Regions from separate parts of the Mus musculus genome. Here regions 1, 3 and 4 are each linked to region 2. The links are chromatin contacts, called in public Micro-C maps. All regions are on one chromosome and are shown on one strand. Each heading gives the region's core, a stretch centred on a gene start, on an enhancer-like site or on the middle of the called end of the contact. The rest is flanking DNA. Distances are from core to core; before and after follow the strand shown.

Evidence for each region. Hi-C and Micro-C count contacts between places; a contact is called where the count stands out from the background.
Region 1: a contact with region 2 is called in a Micro-C map of embryonic stem cells, with 2.3 times the contacts expected there. The contact joins the promoter of Adgre5 here to the enhancer-like site in region 2. A contact is called at or near these places in 11 of 39 promoter capture datasets (cranial neural crest, embryonic stem cells, epiblast stem cells and 5 more), 8 of 484 Hi-C or Micro-C datasets (Th2 cells, embryonic stem cells, extraembryonic ectoderm and 1 more), 21 of 115 datasets of contacts at active chromatin or transcription factors (SST interneurons, bone marrow-derived macrophages, craniofacial prominence and 11 more) and 3 of 9 other capture datasets (adipose tissue, liver and pancreatic islet).
Region 3: a Micro-C map of embryonic stem cells shows a contact between it and region 2, with 2.0 times the contacts expected there. The contact joins the promoter of Gipc1 here to the enhancer-like site in region 2. A contact is called at or near these places in 7 of 39 promoter capture datasets (the 3T3-L1 cell line, hippocampal neurons, liver and 3 more), 1 of 15 datasets of contacts at CTCF or cohesin (large pre-B cells), 9 of 484 Hi-C or Micro-C datasets (the 3T3-L1 cell line, B cells, embryonic stem cells and 3 more), 8 of 115 datasets of contacts at active chromatin or transcription factors (the 230-238 cell line, embryonic limb bud, embryonic stem cells and 3 more) and 2 of 9 other capture datasets (adipose tissue and liver).
Region 4: a Micro-C map of embryonic stem cells shows a contact between it and region 2, with 1.6 times the contacts expected there. The contact joins the promoter of Pkn1 here to the enhancer-like site in region 2. A contact is called at or near these places in 7 of 39 promoter capture datasets (cranial neural crest, embryonic stem cells, liver and 2 more), 3 of 484 Hi-C or Micro-C datasets (bone marrow-derived macrophages and embryonic stem cells), 6 of 115 datasets of contacts at active chromatin or transcription factors (bone marrow-derived macrophages, embryonic basal ganglia, embryonic stem cells and 1 more) and 3 of 9 other capture datasets (adipose tissue, liver and pancreatic islet).

What each region holds. Positions count from the first base shown.
Region 1 is chr8:83,739,669-83,742,734 of GRCm38.p6, forward strand. Adgre5 (adhesion G protein-coupled receptor E5) reads right to left here and starts at 1,643. Exons shown (of 20, transcript NM_011925.2): 1 at 1,439-1,643. The coding sequence starts at 1,469. It overlaps Gm46046 (predicted gene, 46046), which reads left to right and starts at 1,618. Exons shown (of 2, transcript NR_168527.1): 1 at 1,618-1,948.
Region 2 is chr8:83,874,136-83,877,408 of GRCm38.p6, forward strand. No RefSeq gene overlaps it. Among named protein-coding and RNA genes, the nearest start is that of Gm26721, 24 kb to the right of the region's middle. Within about 2 kb of position 1,381, at least 185 of the 459 cell types and tissues checked have an H3K27ac peak or open chromatin away from gene starts, as enhancers often do. A contact at or near this core is called in SST interneurons, Th2 cells, craniofacial prominence and 12 more, where this site is marked.
Region 3 is chr8:83,650,982-83,654,135 of GRCm38.p6, forward strand. It overlaps Gipc1 (GIPC PDZ domain containing family, member 1), which reads left to right and starts at 1,697. Exons shown (of 7, transcript NM_018771.3): 1 at 1,697-1,756.
Region 4 is chr8:83,697,421-83,700,716 of GRCm38.p6, forward strand. It overlaps Pkn1 (protein kinase N1), which reads right to left and starts at 1,759. Exons shown (of 22, transcript NM_177262.4): 1 at 1,547-1,759. The coding sequence starts at 1,567.

The DNA.
Region 1 (3,066 bases), core at 393-2,892, 130 kb before region 2:
AACTCCCAGGATCATGGAAGCCTCCTGCCTCCGCCTCTCTAATACTGGGATTCAAAACCTGAGAATCCAACTAGCGAGGCTGCTTGGTTGGTTTTGAAGACAAGGTATCATGTGGTCTCAAACTCAGTATACAGCAGAGAATGACCTTGAACTTTTGACCCTCCTGCCTCTACTCGCTAGGTACTCTGATAGCAGACACAGACACCACACCCACATGTTCAGTTAATTCAAACTGTAAACCAGAAAGTTTGTACACAAACTCTTGGCCCTTGAAACAATATGGTAAAATACAGCTGGTCTTGTTCCATTTTACAGAGGAGGAAAGTGCAGCCCAAAGTCACTGTGACCCAGCTTAGTGACAGCCAGGCAGGCCCCTGCAGCTGTTTGCCACCAACTGTGACACCCTGGGACTCTATTTCCTGGTTCTAGGTCCATGGCTACTGAGCTGCCTGCCACCTGTCACTAGCACTCAGGCCAGTCATTGTGGTTAGGGTGACCCCAGTTTGTGCCCCAAGTTCCATATCTTGGGGTAACTCCAGCTGGTGCCCCGTTCCATTTTTTCACTGTTTGTTGTCAAGTTACTTAGGTGACTTAGCCATCAAACAACGGTTGAGGCACCCAGGGTGGGGCGGGAAAGTCATGATGAAAGCCAAGTTCAAACCACAGCCTGGTAAGTTCCTTTCAGCCAGCAGCTCCGTCCCAGACAAGTCCCAAGGAGATTCTCTGCCTGTTCCTGGCACGGAGACAGCAGGGGACAGACTGGGGCAGGGGGAGTTCCCACCCTCGAAGAAATGGGCACCCTCACGTGGGTTTCTCTTCACATTGAGAGCGTCTGTTTGGGCAACAGTTTGCAAAGTGTACTTTAACCTACAGTTCTTTTTAGCTTTTTTTTTTTTTAAACTGTATGTGTTTTGCCTGCATGTATGTTTGTGCACTGCATGTATTATTGTACACTGCATGTATGTCTGTGCACTGCATGTCTGTTGCCCGTGGATGCAGAAGACAGTGTGAATCCCCAGGAACTGGAGTTACAGACACTTGTGAGCCACCATATAGGTGCTGGGACCCAGCCAGGTCCTCTCTTAATGCTCTTGACCTCGGCACCACCCCAGCCTCTAGCCTGCATTTCTTTTTCTTTTGTTCTTTTGAGACAGGGTCTTGCTGTGTAGCACAAGCTGACCTGAAATTGGTGACCCTGCTGCCTCAGCCTCCCTAATGCCCTGTGACACCATGCCTGCTTTGTTACCCTCTTTAACTGCCCCCGTGCCTCAGTTTCTCCCTCTTAGTCTCCAAACTGGCAACACTCAAGCCCATTAGGATCTGACACCCCCTGGAGAGCCCTCTGGGGCGCACAGGTGCGCCGGCTTCGACTGTCCCTGCCCCTCCTGGCCACGTCCCGCGAGTTCCCTCCCGGCTCCGCGCAACCCCGAGGTCTCACCAAGCAGGCCGGGGCATCTGACGCCCCTCATGGTGGCGCGGCACGGAACGGACAGCGTCTGGGGTTGATAGAGGGCTGTGGCGGCCGGCTGGGCTGGGCTTTTATGCAGCGGGCGTGAGCAGGGCCCTCCCCGGAACTGTCCTCCCCGCTGGAAAGTAACAGGAAAGTGCCGGGGAAACAGACCCAGGGCGCGCCGCGCGCCCGCGTCTGGAACAAACGCAACATTCCTCCCCCCCCCCCCCCGCGCGCGGCTCCGACACCCGCCCCCGCGGGGAGCTGGGTGGTGTGGTTCAGGCGTCCTGGGACGGGGACCAGGCACATCGGACAGAGCTGGGTGGAGCTCCCACCCGAACGATGTCCTGGGCGACCCTCGCCTTTCCCATCAGCAGGACTTGTCGGCTTCTTTTCCAAGAGAGAAACTGAAGTTCAGAGAAGCCAGGGGCCAAATAAGAACCAGAAGAGGACTGAGGGTCCTGCCGGGCTGACTGTCCAGGAACGAGAGACATCAAGGTTTGGAGATGCGGCTCAGTGTGCGCAGTGCTTGCTTAACCTGCCCGAGGCCCTGTCTAGCCTCAAAGCCACATAAGCCGGCAGAGGACCGCTAGCCTGTAATCCCAGCACTAATCAGGAGTTCAACTCATCCTCCGTTTTGTCGCTTTTGAAGCCTGCCCGCGCTACAAAAGACCTTGCCCAAAAAGACAAGGGGTCATGGCATGGCTGCGTTGGCCTATACTAATACCGTTCTCTGGAAAGCAGAGGCTAAACCGGAGGCCGTTTTTGGCCACTTAAGAGTTGCAGGCCAGCCAGGCCTACGAAGCATGAGTCTATCGCAAAAATAAAAAATAATAAAGTGGGGGAGGGAAGTGCTACCAAGATGGTTCAGCGGGTAAAGGCACTTGCCCCAAAACCTAACGACCTGATTTCTGATACCCAGGACCTCCATGATGGAAGGAGAGAGCCAACTCCTGGAAGTTGTCCTCTGACCTTCACGGGCACACGGTGCCACACACAAACCCAAACACTAAATAAACAAGTCAATAAATAAAACGTAATAAGGGGCCGGGCAGTGGTGGCGCATGCCTGTAATCCCAGCACTTGAGAGGCAGAGGCAGGCGGATTACTGAGTTCGAGGCCAGCCTGGTCTAGAGAGTGAGTTCCAGGACAGCCAGGACTGCACAGAGAAACCCTGTCTCAAAAAGCCAAAACAAATAAACAAACAAAAAACGTAATAAGGACTTAAAATAGAGGAAGAGAGAGCTTTGACCACGGGACATGGCTTACCACGGCAGGGCTTTTTGGTTACACGCACTGACCTTGCCACAGTCTATAGAGAGTCATGTGATGTACACTGGCTTCCTGTTTGAGTTACTTGTGTAACTATGGTTTCTTTTCATGTGTGTGTGTTGGGGGCGGGAAGAATGCCAAACCCAAGGCTTTGTGTATGCTGGACAAGCACTCTACCAAGGGAACTACATTCTCAGACACATCTAGTGATTTTTCAAAATATTGATTTTCTTTTTCTTTTTTTCTCTGAAACACGGTCTGGTCTCAAACAGCCCAGGCTGTCTTTCAACTCTATGTAGCCTAGGATGGCACTGAACTCCTGACTTCCTGTCTCCAAAGCCTAA
Region 2 (3,273 bases), core at 131-2,630:
ACTGGATCTACTGTGTAGCCCTACCTTGATGGAAACTCACTATATAGACCATATAAACTCTCTATAGACTAGGCCAGCCATGAACTCCTGGTCCCCCATTTGCTACATCTCAAGGTCTAGGATTACAGGTGTGAGCCACCATGCCCAGTTACATGCAGTGTGCTGAGGATGGAATTCACTGCTGTGTGCATGGTAGGGCGCACTGAATCATATCCCTGACCTCACATTTTTACGGAGTCTACTATCTCTCCACGTGGACGTGGACAGCATGAGCCACTAGGGCAGAGGCAGACTCTAGACAAAGCAAAGGTATTAAATCCCAGCCAGCCACAATAGAGAGGCCACCGCAGGCTGAGCTCAGAGGTGTATAAGCTCAAGGTTATCTTTAGAAGCAGACATTATCTTGTCTCCCCAACCCCTAGAACTGCTGGGTTTTTATGTGTCTGTGACAGTGCAGGTTGTCTTAGGGGCGTGTTGCATGTAGGTGCATTACAATACAGCACACAGCACACTCAATGTCAAAAGAAGTCAGGCGACTTGCCTAAGGTCACACAGCTAAGAAATGGACCGAGAACAAGAAAACCCAACTCTGACCTTCCTTCTTGACTAGAAAGCAGTCTCGTTGTGTGCCTGGTACGGTTTCGGATCACCTTGGGATACCAGGGTCTACCGTGGTGGCTTGGCAATAAGTGAAGCCAGGGAAGACAGTCATCCTCATGGCGGTAACTCTTGCCCTTGAGCCACAGCGCAGGCACAGGGTGAGATGTCAACCCAAACACTGGGACTCCCGGATTCCCGCTTAGGCCTGTCAGAAGTGTGGAGGAGTCCCGGGCTCTGGGGAGCGCCCGCTGCTACTGCTCATGCGCAGTGCGCGGGAGCTCGGCTGGCGAGCTGCGGGGTCTCATTAGCACCACCATCATTACGGCAGATTTATGTGCGATCCCTCCCGCACTCTGGGGCCGCTCCCGGCTCAGCACGCGGGGAGGGGACGGGCTGCAGTAGGCACCAGTGCGGGACGGGATGGATTCGTGGGAGCTAGCGGGTTCTAGAGCCGCCGCGCCCTTTCGGGCCAAAGCCAGAGCCACGTCCCGGTCCGCGGACCCCGTGGTCCACTTGCGGGGTTGGAGGGATCTGGGCGCCGCCGACTCGCCCCAGTGACCCCCGAAAGCTTTCGCGCCCCGGCGTAGTGGGTCCGGGGCTGCGCGGGAGAGGTGGGCGACGCGGGTACCAGGTCCCCGGGCTGGGAGCGGGCGCTTCTCCAAACACCACTCCTCCCCTCCTCCGCCTGCGAGACGGCTGCGGCCCCGCCTAGGGAGAGGGGGGACCAGAAGGAAGTGCTCCTGGAGGGAAGTGTGGCGGGATGAAGGGAGAAGGGGCAGCGCACTCCCGGGAGCGGGAGGCAGTCCTAGGAGGAGGGGAGGTGGGCAGGAGGGAGGGAACTGGGCTGGCCAGGAACCGAGAAGCGGAGCAGGAGAGCGGGCGGGGGGGAAGGGGGGGAGGGCTGGTAGGCCCGCTGGGGTGCCGCGGGCGAGGAAGAGAGGAGGGGGAACTGGGAGGGCGAGGCAGTGAGTGCAACCTGGGCAGTATCAAGAGAAAGGCACCTCTCGCATCTTCCCTAAACTATCTTTAACTCCAGGCTGCATTTCCATTCTCTATCCTGGTTCCCATCCTCCCGTATGGAGGCGGCTGCACACATTGGCCTGGCTCTCCACTCTCCTTCCCGCCCTGGCATCCAGGGTGCCAGACTGGGAGGTAACACGCCTCTTCCATCTGTCTCCCAAGTCATCCGCTTCCCAAGGCCTCCAGGGTTGACCCTGAGAACCCTCTCTTAGGAGAGACCGATGTTTAAATTTAGTAAGCACCTCTGTCCTAGCTTCTTGGGACCAGCAGAGGTTCCAGAGAGAGAAACTGAGGCAGAGAGCAAAGACCCAACACGGATCTCTACGAATCCCGCGTTATCTTTGGACACTAACCAGCCTGTCTCTCCTGCTCCGAGCTCTCCTGTTCCTCCGTGGGCAACCGTGGTGGCTGTTTCAAGGCCCCCCCCCAAAGCCCAGCCTTCCTGCTTCGCCACGGGGAGCTCCCAAAAGCCTGAAAATATCTTTAAATTAGGAAAAAGAGCTAAGCCGCCAGAGTCCTTTGGTCTATTAAAGGAGGAGCAGAGGCCACCGGCGTCCCCACCCCCCCGCTCGGATTTTGCATTTGAAGCGCAGACGGCGGGGCCGGTCGGCCGCTGGCGGGGCCGCGGGGCCGGCCAGCCGCGTCCCTTTCAGCGCCCGACCCCCCGCTAGGTGTGCCGGAATTAGGACAGCGCCCCTCTCCGCTGCTTTCATCCCCCAGGGCGGCGGGGGCCTCAGAGGCGCTAATGAAGCGCCTGAAGCTGTTTGGCTTAAGGAAAAGGCCGGAATTCTGGGCAATGTGAGACTGGGGGTTGAGGGTAGCGTCTGGAAATCTGCCTTGAAGTGTCCCAGGACCTTGTTGGCTTGGCCTGGACAAAGCAGTACCGTCCTTTTAGCTCTGCTGGCCTCTGGAACCCAACTCCGGGCTCCTCCCAGCCTGCAGCTGCTAGTTCTGGTAGCTTGGGTTCACTTCCAAGCTTCACTGATTTGGGGGGCGGGGCAGGGGGAACCTCAGGCAGCTCAGAGCCTCAGTTTCCCTGTCAAGCGATTCATCAAGATGATGGGATATGCCTGTGATCCCAACACCAGAAGGCTAAAGCAAGAGGATTGTGAGCTCTAGGCCGGCTTGGGCTCCAGAGTGAAAACATGTCTGGAAAAAAAGCAAACAAAAAGGGTCCTTACAAAATGTCAGGTGGCTCTTGAGCTGCGGAGAGACGGTCACAGACGCACAGCGGGTATTTACTTAGGCTTATTACCCCCACCGCAGGATCCCCTCCCCTCACGCACCCCAGATGCGTCATTCAGCACGGGCTCTCTGCTTGCTGGTGTCCCCTGCTGGCTGGCCTTCCTTATAGTTAGGTTTGTGTTCAATGTCTCCTTCAGAAAAGACCTCCTGGCTGCCTAGTTAGCAGTACCTCAACGGCTGTCCCTGTCTTATTGTCTGTCCTCTGACCCTGTGACTCACCTGTGAACTCTGGAACTCAAGAGCTTGGGTCTAGTCTAGATTCTTGCTTTATCTTGTTAGTTGAGTGAGCTTAAGGATGTTGTTCACTCTGAACCGTGGTTCTCTTTTAGAAAAGGGCAGGGCAGGTAGTTATGAGAGCTAACACACACACACACACACACACACACACACACACACACACACACACAC
Region 3 (3,154 bases), core at 447-2,946, 220 kb before region 2:
GATATGGCTACAAGCCTAAGGAGGGCAGAGAATGGGATGTGGTGCTCTGAATGATGATGACCCCCATAGTTTCATATACTTTAATATTTGGTTCCTCACTGCTGGGTGTGATGATGCATACCTTTAGTCCTAGTACTCTGGAGGCAAAGGTAGGTGGATCTCTGTGAGTTGGAGGCCAGCCTGATCTATAGAGTGAGTTCTAGAAAAGCCAAAGCTGTTACAGAGAGAAACCCTATCTCAACAAAGGAGGAGGAGGAGGAGGAAGAAGAAAAGGAAGGAAAGAAGAAACAGTATTTAAAAAAAAAGGTCTTCAGTTGATGGAACTGTTTTGGAAGGCTTAAGGAGGTGTGTCCTTGTTGGAGAAAGTATGTCACTGGCTTTGAGGTTTCAAAGATTCAAGTAATTTCCAGTCTCTCCTCTCTCTCTCTCTCTCTCTCTCCTCCCTCCCTCTCTCTCTGTTCCTCCCTCTTTCTCCCTCCCTTCTCTCTTCCTCACTCTCTGCGTGTGTATGTGTGTGTGTGGGGGGTTAAAAGGTAAGAAAGTGGGGGCTGGAGAGATGGCTCAGCAGTTAAGAGCACTGACTGCTTTTCTGAAGGTTCTGAGTTCAAATCCCAGCAACCACATGGTGGCTCACAACCGTCTGTAATGACATCTGATGCCCTCTTCTGAAGACAGCAACAGTGCGCTTAGATATAATAATAAATATAATATAAATCTTTTTTTAAAAAAAAGGTAAGAAAGTGGATGACAAAGTGTACGCACAGTAAACTCAGAGTTAGATGGAGATAAACTCATAAAAGGGAAGCAGGAGAAGTGACTTGAAGGTAGATTGTCAGCCTAGCATCCACCAGTAACAGTGCCTCAACCTTGAGCACTTGACCCAATAGCTGATCCTCCAAGAGGAGGAGGAACTGGGCCTACGTTCAACCTTAGAGCACCTAGAAGAACGAAGGAGAAGGGGGAGAAAGAGTCCATTGTCCCTGAGGGTAGAAGCCTGGACTGGTTGGTCACTAGCTTCGATTCCGTACAGTAGGTGCTCAATTGACAAGTCGAGTGTTCTACTGTTCTGATACGTTCCATAGAGTCTTACACAATTTTGCTTGCGAAGTGCTCTGCAGCTCTCTGTGCAGCTTCGGAGCCTTTGCACACCCTGTATCTAACATTGTGTATACTCCATCCTTGTGTCTATAGAGACAGGACCGAGCCTGGTACCAGGCAGGGGCACTTAAATATTGAAAGACTGAATGAATGCGCGATCGCCTTTGTCTATTGTGTAGAGTGGAAGAAGCGGAGACACGCGGGACCCTCCCTATTCACTGTGGTCCACCCTCTGGAATCAAAGCATCTTTCTGGGAGGGAAGAGGGGCTTGGGGCTGCCCTCCAGCCTCTCGCTGACCTCTCAAAAACCGCGCTTTCCTGGATACAGAACTCAGTCCTCCAAACCCGGTCATCTGACTCTCGCTGCCAGCTCCCCCGCCGTCTCCCAACCCTTGCAGCCTCACAATGGTTCAGCCCTTCCCTATTTAGAGCGAGTAAGGTTGGACCACTGCTCGCACAATGGGGGGAGCCCGAGGCGCGGCGGAGGGATCCCTCTGGAGCGTTCCGACGGGAGGCGCCCATTGGTCGCGAGTGCACACGGCCGTCGCTGATTAGTCCGCCCGGGACGCCGGCCCCGCCCAAGTCCCGGAGGCCCAGGGAGAAGCCGGGCGGAGTTTCGAGAGGACCGAGCAGGGCGCGCGCGGTGGCGGCGGCGCAGGTGAGTGTCCCCCGCCCGGGGGGCGGCCTCCAGGGCGTGGAGCCGTGGCGGTGGGGTGGAGCTGGCCGCGTCGGGACCCCAAACACGGACCCCTCCCCGCTGGCCGGGCCTCCCGTCCGCCTCTGCTCTCTGCTCCCAGGACGCTCCCTGTTGGTGGTGGGTCAGTGTTCCCGACCCTTCCCAGGCCTCTTCCCAAAGCTGGCTGGGGGGAACACCGAGACCCAGGTCGGGATAACAGTAACAACCGCAGCACTAGTTTAATGACTCCCCCTCGCAAGCCCGGATCGGTGTTTCCTCGTCCGGCGCTTATGCTGCACAGCTCAGTTGAATCAAAACACCCTCCTGGGAGGGGTTATTAACTTGTTTTAGAAGTGAGGCACTAGTGCCAGAGAGGTGGAGTAACTTACTCAAGGTCACACAGCTAGTAAATGACCCATGGGGCTTAGGGACCCGTATCCTTTGAGTCCAGAAACTAGTCCCAGAGATCAGCCCCTAGACTCACGCCCACCGCCACCCCCATATTCACTTCGGAGCCGCACCTGCTGGGTTTTGCTTTCCTCTCCTCGCCCACGGGTCACTAGACAGCTTCCAGGTTGCCCTCGTGTCCCTTCTCTGAGCTGGAGAGGCAAGGCCCAAATACCATGGGTCGTTTAACCCCATTTCCTTTCCACCTACCCTGTCCACTCTCCACTGTTAAAGGGATGACTGGAAGTATAGAGACTTGGTGTCTGGGGAGCGCGGGGGCTACAGGCGGCCAAGACCGGTCAAGCTGTGCATTCACGCCCCTCAGCCCCCGCCCCGGAAACACTGGAGAGATGAAACCTTCAGGATCCGGTTTTTCAAGAATGAATCAGAAGCTCCTGCCTTCCTCCCCGAAGCAATGCTGTGCCCGGGGTTAGGAGGGAGGGACGACCGGGGCAGGTGTGGTGTCCCCTAAGCCAGGCGTTATCTGAGCCCCTGGAACAACCCGTTTCCTGCTCCCCCCACTTGGCTTTTCTGTGACTGCGGGGGTTGCAGAGTTTCAGGCCCTTTTTGGGATGAGAGTGCTGGACTCCGGAAATCCATCCAACCCACTTCCCTTCAGCTCCTTGCAGACAGACTGGAGAGACGCACACACTTAGCTCTCTAGCAGTCATGTTGTGGGGGTTTGAACCACAGGCAGTCGGGGATGTAAGACATTCATTCTACAATTCAGCCCTTGTGGAACCCGACCGAGGTTTCACACGCTAGGCAGGTGCCCTACGCCTGAACTACACACCCATCACCTACAGATACTGAGCAGCCACTGTGCCTGACAGCATATTTTGCTTAGAGGACTCCAAACACGGGACAGAATTTCCTGCAGTCTGGTAGGGAACAGACAACCAGGTAACAGGCAGCCATTGTAGATCCTTGTAA
Region 4 (3,296 bases), core at 509-3,008, 180 kb before region 2:
GAGGAGAGGTGAAGGTCCTTGGCCCCACCTCCAGCAGAGAAGGCCTGGGAATGTGAAAAGCATGCAGGCAGGGAGGCAGGGCCTCCTGGGTCCTCCTCCTCGGTGACTCACTTCTGCCCAGGGACAAGGAGTCACTTGAGGGCAGCAGGGCAAACGCCTGGCCTGGTCTTGAGGAATTAGAAGGTCAGCTTCTCCACCTGCCATTACAGATCTGCAGACAGCAGACCAAGAACTGTCACCTTGGGGAAACCCTCTTGGCAAAGTGGCTAGGAACCCAAAACCCCACTTCCTGAGATTTCAATGCCTGGGGCGTTTCCAGAATCTAGACAGGACATCCGTTTGCCAGACACAGAACAGACAGGCACGGAGACGGTGGAACCAGGCAGCAAGTCCAAGCGGGAATGAACATAAGGGAGAAGACGGGACGGGGACCAAGATGTAGGTCCAGCCTCATTCTGGGAATCACAGCCTCCATGTGCGTCCTACTCGGGACACACCAAGCACATGCATGTACTGGGACAGCCCTGCACAGCCCTCAGTGGGCTTGAAGGGGAGCCGGCACCGGTGCATCAGCCTGGAGGTCTGACCTTGTGAGATCGGCAGCACCAGATACGCCCAGCTCCTCGGCAAGGCCGGCAGGCCATCAGCAGGACTGGGGAAGACGGGTACAGAAGGGTACAGGGGAGACATGGGGGCAGGTGTAGAAGGAGATGAGAACCAGTTACACAGGACAATGGACTGCATGGTGACGAATTAATGGAGCCACAAAGATACAAAGATCTCAGATTTTGGGCCACTGAATTAGAGTGGGGAGTCAGTCACCCCGACCCTGACCCTGCTTCAGTAACGCCCAACAGGTCACACAGGGAAGGCCATGTGGCTGGCAGATGCCAGTCACAGGTGTCTGTTGCGAGGGAGTAGAGACCCAGCCCTGTCACCTTCCAGACATAAAATCCTTCCTGTCTGTGTGACAGGACACGCCCCACCTGGGTTACAGCTCCATCTGTCAGCCTGAAGGGTGGTTATGGGGAACAAGGCGGAAGGAGGAACCCGGCCTCAGGCCTAGTGAAGTGACTTAGACACTTCCTCCAACAGGTGCCCATCTGGGTGGCGTCAAGACCATCGTAAAGACGTCTGCAGGCGGGGGTGGCCCGGGCTTTGTTGTGCGGGGGAGGGGATCGGGCCGGGCACTCCTCCGGTCCGGGGCAGGGTGCCAGGCACCTGCTCCAGGTGAAGCGGCACCTGACAGAAACCGAACGCTGCAGGACCCAGAGTAGGATGTGGGGACGACAGGCACCGGGATCCGCAGCTAGCCTCGGACACCGAAGTGGGGACCCCGCTACACACGCTGACTCTCGGGGAGGGCCAAAGGAGGGGATGCTGGGGTAGAATCCCGAACAGCACCCCTTCCTCCGACCCGGTCGGCGCCTCCACCTGCTACAAGGGCCCGCGCGGGCTCCCGATGGGGACCTCGTCCGGGACTCTACCCGTGCCTGGGGTCCTCCGCGCCTTCTGGCCGCCCCGCGGGTGCGGACAAGTCGCCTACCTGTACGGCGTCGCCGGCCATGTCCTCCGGCCGCCCGCCAGGGGTCCCAGCGCCAAGGAAGGGCTTGCGAGCGCGCGGGCGGGTGCGGCGGGAGGCGCGGCGCCCAGACCCTCCCAGGCGCGCGGCGCGCTCCGGCCTGCTGCGCTCGGCCCGGCCTGGCCAGGCCTCCGCCGAGCTGCGCCCTCCGGCCCCAGCGGCTGCAGGGTGGGTCACGTGAGCGCCGAGGTCCGCGCCTGGGGAGGAGGCGGGGCGGGGGCGGGGCTCCCGGCGGCCCCCGGGGCTTGCAGCGGGGAAATAGGGTCCCTGTTGGCTGTGGGGTGCGGCAAGCGCTCCTTGTAGCGTAGGGGACTCTGAGCGGGCCTAAGCGACCGCGAGCCTCAGAGGCCTTGTCCCCCGCCTCCAACCCCTTTGAATGCAATGGTCACCGTCCACCACCACCCTCGACACACACGGCCCAGCTGCACAGAGGCATCCTCCCTCCCGTTTCCCGGGAGGCAAACACAGGGAGAGCCTGACTTCAAATCCCAGTGTCCTGGGCCTTGGGGGAACACAATACCCCTCAGGACTAGGATGTCTGTAAAACTTGAGGAAGAGTAGGGCAAGTGTATAGATCCCAAGTGCACAATAAATGCCAGCAGTTGTCACTTTTAGCTCATTTTTTTAAAGACTTTATTTTGATTCATGTGTGTTAGGAATAAGTTTCGGGGTGGCAAAGAAAGAGACCATCCTTCAAAATGAAATGTCCGAACAAGGCAAACTTTACTCTTCATCAAGACAGTGCGCTGCGGAAAAGCAAAGAGAAGACAGGAAGTGCATATGGTTTCTATTCTAACTCAGGTGACCTCGCAGTCTTATTCAATTGGCTAGTCTGAGAAAATTGGCGCAGAGGAAATTGAAGGGGAAAGGGGTCACTGCTCCAAGCGATCAATTTCCTAGAATGGAGCGGGGGGGGGGGGGGCGCTTTGTATAAACAAAAGTTTTACTGGGTGAGGAGGATTAAAACATCTCCTTAAAAGTCCTATAAGGTAGGAGAGATAATGATTTTAATTACTGTCCAAAAGACTAATCTTATACTATTTGCTAGAAAAGACTCATATTTAATTTCTTGCATGTGTATATATGTGTTTCTTTGTGTGAGTTATGCACATGTGTGTGGGTGCCTCTGGAGGTCAGAAGAAGACATGGGATGCCCTAAAAGGAAGTTATAAACTGTTTGTGGACTGCACCACCTGGGTGCTGGGTCCAGACTTGAGTTTTCTACAAGAGTAGTATTGCTTCTATCTCTTCAACTCCTATTTTAATCTTTATACCATTTATTGAGTGTGTTCACGTGCATGTACCACACATGCCAAGCCAAATGTGTGGTGGCCAGTGAGTGACTTACAGGATGGCTTTTCTTCTGCACCCTATCATTTGGGGGGGGCACCCAAACTCATCTTCCTAAGCCCTGAACAGGCCCAATACTCCATCACTGAACTCTCAAGACTACAGTAGAGGCTTCCTTCCTTGTCCCCCAGCCGCCTCCTCCTTACAGTCTCTTCCCCAAACCGCATACCAACGGAGCCTAAAGTCTAGACATTTCCAGGAGGAGCCCACCAGGTCCTGTGTCACCTGCCGCCCTTGGTCACTTGCCACTCGCTGCTTCAGCAAGTTGACACCCTCATTATAGCTCAAATGTTGGTGGAGTGAGTTAAATAGCTTGCCACACTAGTCATCTAACTTCCTTTTTACAGATTGATAAAAGAGAGAC